Linked DNA regions of Sus scrofa: region 1 is linked to region 2. Evidence: chromatin contacts called from public HiChIP or PLAC-seq data. All regions are on one chromosome and are shown on one strand. The core of a region is the stretch at or near the end of the contact, and the rest is flanking DNA. Distances in the headings are between cores, read along the strand shown.

Region 1 (3,506 bases), core at 975-3,474, 72 kb after region 2:
AGGCCAGTGTCCCTGGGCTTTCTGTACAGGTCATCCCTCTACCCCTAGCCACCTACTTTGGGGATTTGCAGTGAGGGGATTCTGTCTACTGGGGCCAGAAGACCATGGCCTGGTCTAGACTCCTGCCTTCATTCCAGCTCCTCCAGGGAACTGATTGTCTAGCTGAGCCCAGTGTAATTACCTGAGTCCTTAACAAGAGAAAAGTCAGGCAGAGGAGAAGTGCAGCTGAAGGGGCAGTCAGAGATTTGAAAGTGGGAGAATGCACCACTGGCGGCTGTGAAGGGGGCCCTAGGCCAGGAGATGCGGGCGGCTGAGATTCATCCCTGGCTGACAACCAGCAAGGACAGGGGAGACTCAGTCCTCCAGCCCCAAGGCAATGAAGTCCTGCCAAGCTAAACCAGCCTGGAATCAGATTCACATCAGTGCCTCCAGCAGGGAACAAGGCCCTTGGTGAGACTCAGGCATAAAACCAGCTGAGCTCAGCCTATGCCCAAACTTCGGACTCACCAAAACTGTGGGATAAAACGTGGGCATGGTTTTAAGCTCTCCTTGTGGCAAGTTATTAACAGTCGCAACTGAAAACTAAGAACAAATACGTGAGCTCTCTGAAGACAGATGGCCCTGGCCTGGGAAGGAACAGCACAGGGCTTGCCATGCTGGCAGTGAGGACCGCGTCTGCCTGTGGGTTCCATGTACTCAGAGCCAGTGGGGAGGGAACTACTGAGCCAGGGCAGGGTCACTATCATGAGTAGGCTCAAATTTTTTTTTTTTTTTTTTTGTCTTTTTATGGCTGCACCTGCGGAAGCAGGCTCTGACCTCCCTTGGGAGGAGGACAGCAAAGACACATGAGATTGTGACAGCCCATCTCAAGATCCCCCTCCTGGGAGTTCCCGCTGTGGCTCAGTGGTTAAGGAATCCGACTAGGAACCATGAGGTTGAGGTTCGATTCCTGGCCTTGCTCAATGGGTTAAGGATCTGGCGTTGTTGTGAGCTGTGGTGTAGGCCACAGATGTGGCTTGGATCTGGCATTGCTGTGGCTGTGGCGTAGGCTGGTGGCTATAGCTCCGATTAGACCTCTAGCCTGGGAACCTCTATACGCCATGGGAGCGGCCCAAGAAAAGGCAAAAAGACAAAAAAAAAAAAAATCTCCCTCCTGGATGAGAACCAGATGCGTGTCTGGAGGTGCTCTAGATGCGTGGGAAACAGGCTCCAAAACTCCCATCTTGGCCACCAAGCTGGCAGCAAAGGCCCGAGGTCATGTGGCTTTAGGGAGGATCCTGGGGAGGATTTCTGAGTGTCCTAACAGGGGCCAGAAGAACTGGCTCTGCCACCACTTGCCTGGGGAGCTGCCAGCAGGTCCCCCACCCCCAGGCTTTACTTTCCAAAGTGTGGTGACTTTTTTTTTTGACTGCGCCAGCATATGAAAATTCCTGGGGCCTGAACCTATGCCACAGCAGTAACAACATGGGATCTTTAACCCGCTGAGCCACCAGCGAACTTTCTTTAAATGCAAAGTGTTTTCCATGTATTGATTCACTGAATCCTCAAAAAACCCATTTCAGTAGCTGGACTGGTAGAGTTATTTTTTTGTTTTTGTTTTGCTTTTTAGGGCCGCACCCACAGCCCTATATGGAGGTTCCCAGGCTGGGGGTCTAATCGGAGCTGTAGCTGCCTGCCTACACCACAGCCACAGCAATGCCAGTTCCGAGTCGTGTCTGTGACCTACACCACGGCTCACGGCAACACCAGATCCTTAACCCACTGAGCAAGGCCAGGGATCAAACCCGAAATCTCACGGTTCCTAGTCGCATTTGTTTCCTTTGAGCCATGACAGGAACTCCCACGCCAGATTTCTTGACCTCTTGGCCCTTGTCCCACTATTGTTCTGTCACAATCAGACTGAGGCGGGGGCAGATAAGGGTTAGGAACTTCAAGTGGGGAGCCCAGAATCTGAATCTCCATTCTGCTCCTAACCCTACTGTGACCTGGAGCAGGAAGCACCTGCTTGCTGGGTCCAGTTTCCTCACCCGCTCCTGGAACTTTTGGGAGGGGCCCTGCAGGGTCTAACACCCTCTCAGCACCTTCTCATCCTCTCTGGGCAGGTGTGAGATTGCACTGGTAGCCAGGCACCCTGCCTCCGCCATTTCACAAGCAGCCTGAGAACTGCCAGTGCCCCACCATGTCGAGTTCAGCCCCAGAAGCCATCTGTTCCAGGCACTGGGCTCCACCCTACCCAGTACACTGACTGCACGCACCAGCCCCTTCCGCCGCACGAGGTCAAGCCCACTGCCTCATGTCTCGTGCACACACACGTCTTCACATATGCACACCCACTCTGTGCATTCCTAGTTATAGCACCTGTTCGCTCGCTCACAAACTCCACATTCGCCCGTCCACCCGCCTCGCTCGTGCCCACGCGGTTCCCCCGCTCAGTGTCGGCTGCGCTGGAGCCCCAGTCGGTTGCCGAAGAGGGTGGGGCACCCGCGGCCGGCCGCGCTCCACCCACTCTCGGCCCCGCCCTTTCCCCACCTCCTGCCTGGGCCCTGGCCCGCCCATATCCGCGCCCAGCCCCGGCTCCTGCCTGGGCCCCGCCTCCCGCCTGGGCTGGCCGAGAGGATGTGAGCTCACTCCCGCCTCCCGGCTCGCAGCGCCGTCAGGAAGCGTCCGCCCGCGGTGGCCGCCAGCTCGTTGCCAACGGGCCGGCCGGAGTCGCCCGTCCCGCCCTTCCCGGCGCCACACGCAGTAGCTGCTTTCCAAATGGGTACGCAGTGAAGGCGGGCGGCCGCGGGGCCCAGGCAGCGCCGGGCTCCGAGACACTTCGTCCTCCGGGCCCGGCGGGTCGCCAGGAGACCGCCGGCGCGCACGCCACGCCCATCGCGTTTCCGGTCGGGCCACGTGACCAGGCGCGCACGTGTTCCGGCCTCTCGGCGCCGCAGGCCGGAAGCTCCTCCTGCAGGGCTCAGGGCTGTTTCCCACCTGGGTCTGACGCGGGCCGGGCCGGGGGAGGCGGCGGGCCCCGGAAGCAGCGCAGACGCGGTGGCCCCGGGTTGGGGGCAGCAGCCTCGCTATGAACCCCAGGGGCCTGTTCCAGGATTTCAACCCGAGTAAGTTCCTCATCTACGCCTGTCTGCTGCTCTTCTCCGTGCTGCTGCCCCTCCGCCTGGACGGCGTCATCCAGTGGAGCTATTGGGCTGTGTTCGCCCCCATATGGCTGTGGAAGCTCCTGGTCCTTGCTGGCGCCTCGGTGGGCGCGGGCGTTTGGGCGAGGAATCCCCGTTACCGCACCGAGGGTGAGGCCTGTGTGGAGTTCAAGGCCATGCTGATCGCCGTGGGCATCCACCTGCTGCTGCTCATGTTCGAAGTGCTAGTCTGCGACAGGGTGGAGAGGGGCACCCACTTCTGGCTACTGGTCTTCATGCCGCTCTTCTTTGTGTCTCCCGTCTCCGTGGCCGCTTGCGTATGGGGCTTCCGGCACGACAGGTCCCTGGAGCTGGAGATCCTGTGCT
Region 2 (3,392 bases), core at 400-2,899:
GAGGTCGAGGGCAAAGAAGAGCAACTGACATTAAAAAACACAGTCTCATTCTACAAAGGGAAATCTCTGTTCCCTTCACACAACAGGTCAAGCTAAGGACAGAAGCATCACACTGTCGCTGCCACTTGGCAGCTTATTTCAAAATGATAAAACCCGGAGTTCCTGTTGTGGCGCAGTGGAAACGAATTGGACTAGGAACCATGAGGTTGCAGGTTCGATCCCTGGCCTTGCTCAGTGGGCTAAGGATCCAGCGTTGTTGCCATGAGCTGTGGTGTAGGTCACAGATGCGGCTCGGATCTGGCATTGCTGTGGCTGTGGCATAGGCTGGCAGCTACAGCTCGGATTAGACTCCTAGCCTGGGAACCTTCATGCGCCATGGGTATGTCCTTAAAAAAGGCAAAAGACCAAAAAAAAAAAAAAAAAAGATAGAGCCCGTCTTGAGTGTTAAGTGTGAGAAGGATGAGGCGTCACAGGACCGGCCAACACCACCTTGTGAAATTCACATATATTAAGAGTGACAGCAGTCTTCCAACTTCCTGGCTCTTCCAACCACCAGGACAGGAGAGGAAGGCCCGAGTGCTCTTGACCAGGAGCTTTGAGACACACCTGGGGACCGACCAATCAGTCCTTCCATGACCTCAGAGGGACAAAGTCACTGCACAGTACTGCTCTCCCAGCCTAACCCCACAGTGGCAGGCTTAGGATCACAGGGCCACGGGGAGGACGGGAAGCAGAACGAACAGATGACACAGGGACAGGGAGAGAGCAGAGCTCCTGACACCCTCCCCTTTCCTCAGTCCTCAGTTCCATGTGATGTCACTGGAAGGAACTTTATCACCCCTCCAGGTGATGAGACGCACCCTCTGAACACAAGTGCTTTACTTAGATGCCAATTAGCACTTGTCACAATAGTTCGGGCTTGGCCTTCCGCTGCCGTCAGCCAGGCCCGTGTACAGAGTAGCCCCCTGCAGACGAAATATCCTCCTGCCAAGAAAGCCTCAAGATTCCTCACAGAGAAGACAGAGACAGAAAGTGGGTGGCTGAGGGGAGGCCTTAATCCTTGGACGTTTACCCAAAACTACAAGCTCCTGTTATTTTCTTAGTGAGAAGCAGGATGGAGCTTTTTGGGTGGGGATTCCCAGGAGCACTTCCCACCAGCTCGGGGCACAGGAAAGGACCCCCCCCCCAAAAGTGGATCTGACTGACCTAAGCACCCCTTTCCTTCAGCCTCTCAGGAAGTCCCACCCCCACCCCCCGACAGCTTTTCTTTCAGCAAAAGCAGAGGAAGGGAAAAGCATGTGTCCAACTCAAAATGATGACCAAGCAGATCTTATCGACAAGCTCCTTGCCTGTCAAGTGTTTACAAGTGAATACAATGCTGCCAGTCAGAGGTTTCCGGCTGGTTCCTGTTTGGCAGGTCCAGTGGGTCCGGGGCAGGAAGTGGGGAGGACAAGCCCCTGTGACAGCCCCTGCCCCCCCTCATCGTGGTTCCCAGGCCAGGGAAAGTCTTGCTGATTTTTTAAAAAATGAAGTTAGGTATTTGGATTTCCTGTGTGTTTTCGAACTCTACCGCTAGAAAACAGTTTGGCAGAAGTTAATTTGGAAATGCATAAGAATCAATGTAAGAGCTGAGAGGAAAACACAAAGGAAAAGAAGCTGACAGGGGAACAAGATACAACTAAACAGATTTCTGGGGGGGTTTCTTTGGCCCTGCCCACAGCCCATGGAAATTCCAGGGCCGGGGACCAAATCCTTGCCACAGCACAATCCGAGCCTCAATGCTGGATCCTTAACCCACTGAATCACTGGGGAAACTCCGCAACTGAACAGATTTCTGTTGCTGGAGAGGCTTCCAAAGTGAACCCCTTCTGACACCAACATCCAAAATACCAGCATCATTTCAAGCTAAAGGAAAGCTTGGTTACAAACCGTTTCCTCTTCAGGTGAGAAGCAAAGGAAAATTATTTCTCCATAAGAAAGAGGGGTGTAAGAAGGGATGTGGGCAATTCAGACACCGATGCTAGCACGGGGTGAGGTGTCCATGGCTTGGCTGCCAAGGTGATGTGTGTAGGTGTTGCAGAAGCCTGGATCGTGATGTGAGAGCTGATGAACAAGGTGAGGGCAGAAGAGAGAGCCTCAGCTTTAAGTGGGTCTACTTTAGCTCTGTGGCAACTGCCTCAAATCTTACCTTAAAAAACCACAACCAGGACAAAAACAGAAAAGAAGGGGAGCTCCCTGGTGACCTAGTGGTTAGGATTCAGTGCTTTCACTGCTATGGCCCAGGTTCGATCTCTGGTCTGGGAACTGAAATCCCACATTAAGCTGCTGCTCACCACCGCCAAAGAAAAGGGTCTCTCGGAGTTCCCGTTGTGGCATATCGGAGATGAACCTGACTAGGAACCACATGGTTGTGGGTTCGATGCCTGGCCTCACTCAGCGGGTTAAGGATCCCGTGTTGCTGTGAGCTGTGGTGTAAGTCGCAGATGCTGCTCGGATCTTGCACCATTGTGACTGTAGTGTAGGCCGGCCGCTGTAACTCCAAATGGACCCCTAGCCTGGGAACCTCCATATGCCGCAGGTACGGCCCTAGGCAAAAAAAAAAAAAAGTCTTCCAGTCACTGGAGGATGCTCATCACTGTCAAGGCCATCCTTTAACTACCTTCAGAGATTTGAATGAAAAAGTAAGCTGGGACCCAGAGAAGAGAGACCTGGAGGGCTGATTCCTGGGAGAAAACACTATTGAGAGACTATCAGAACCCCCTGGCTCTGCCAGGGGATAGGAAGGTGAAAAGAAGGCACTAACTAATCCTTCAAGGAGAGCAAAAATCAAGAAACGCGTGCTTCTCCGGACACCTGCATGAGAGGCCTTCCCAGGGCTGGCTCCGCCCTGGGGAACACGGGCCCCACAAGCCGGTGGTCTCCCCTGGGTACACGTCCACAAGGCGCATCTGACCAAGGCTCAGGACACAGCCAGGGAGCTCCGGGTGCGACATCTGCATCGGGCCGTCCTGGTGCTTCTCAGGACAGTACCAGGACATCTGGGAGGACAGCCCTACCTCTGCCCCTCCCAGAACGGTTCCCTGGGGACCGCAGATGGGACGCCGGGAGCCATGCCCACCTTGTCCACGTTGGCGCGCGTCTTGGCCGACGTCTCCACGTACTGCACGCCCCACTCCTCGGCCTTGGCCCTGGCCTCCTCCACTGGCACCTGCCTCCGCTCCTCCAGGTCCGACTTGTTCCCCACAACCAGCAGCGGGATTTTATCTTCTTCTGCCTTCACACGGAGGATCTGCTCCCTGGACAGCACATCAGGAATGAAGCCACTGAGAAGCTAAACTAGGAACCCCCTGCCTCTAACCCAGCTTGACTGGGGAAATGCCTCCACTCAGGGC

What was found. HiChIP or PLAC-seq counts read pairs in DNA pulled down with a chosen protein or histone mark.
Region 1: an H3K27ac HiChIP or PLAC-seq map of skeletal muscle shows a contact between it and region 2, with 3 times the contacts expected there. The contact joins the promoter of TMEM185B here to the enhancer-like site in region 2. A contact is called at or near these places in 5 of 47 Hi-C or Micro-C datasets (embryonic fibroblasts, heart right ventricle, liver and 2 more) and 1 of 2 datasets of contacts at active chromatin or transcription factors (skeletal muscle).

Annotation. Positions count from the first base shown.
Region 1 is chr15:31,138,059-31,141,564 of Sscrofa11.1, forward strand. It overlaps TMEM185B (transmembrane protein 185B), which reads left to right and starts at 2,225. Exons shown (of 1, transcript XM_003359446.4): 1 at 2,225-3,506. The coding sequence starts at 3,068.
Region 2 is chr15:31,066,167-31,069,558 of Sscrofa11.1, forward strand. It overlaps RALB (ras-related protein Ral-B), which reads right to left. Exons shown (of 5, transcript XM_021074756.1): 4 at 3,119-3,296. Among named protein-coding and RNA genes, the nearest start is that of RALB, 51 kb to the right of the region's middle. Within about 2 kb of position 1,650, at least 20 of the 83 cell types and tissues checked have an H3K27ac peak or open chromatin away from gene starts, as enhancers often do. A contact at or near this core is called in liver, retroperitoneal adipose tissue and skeletal muscle, where this site is marked.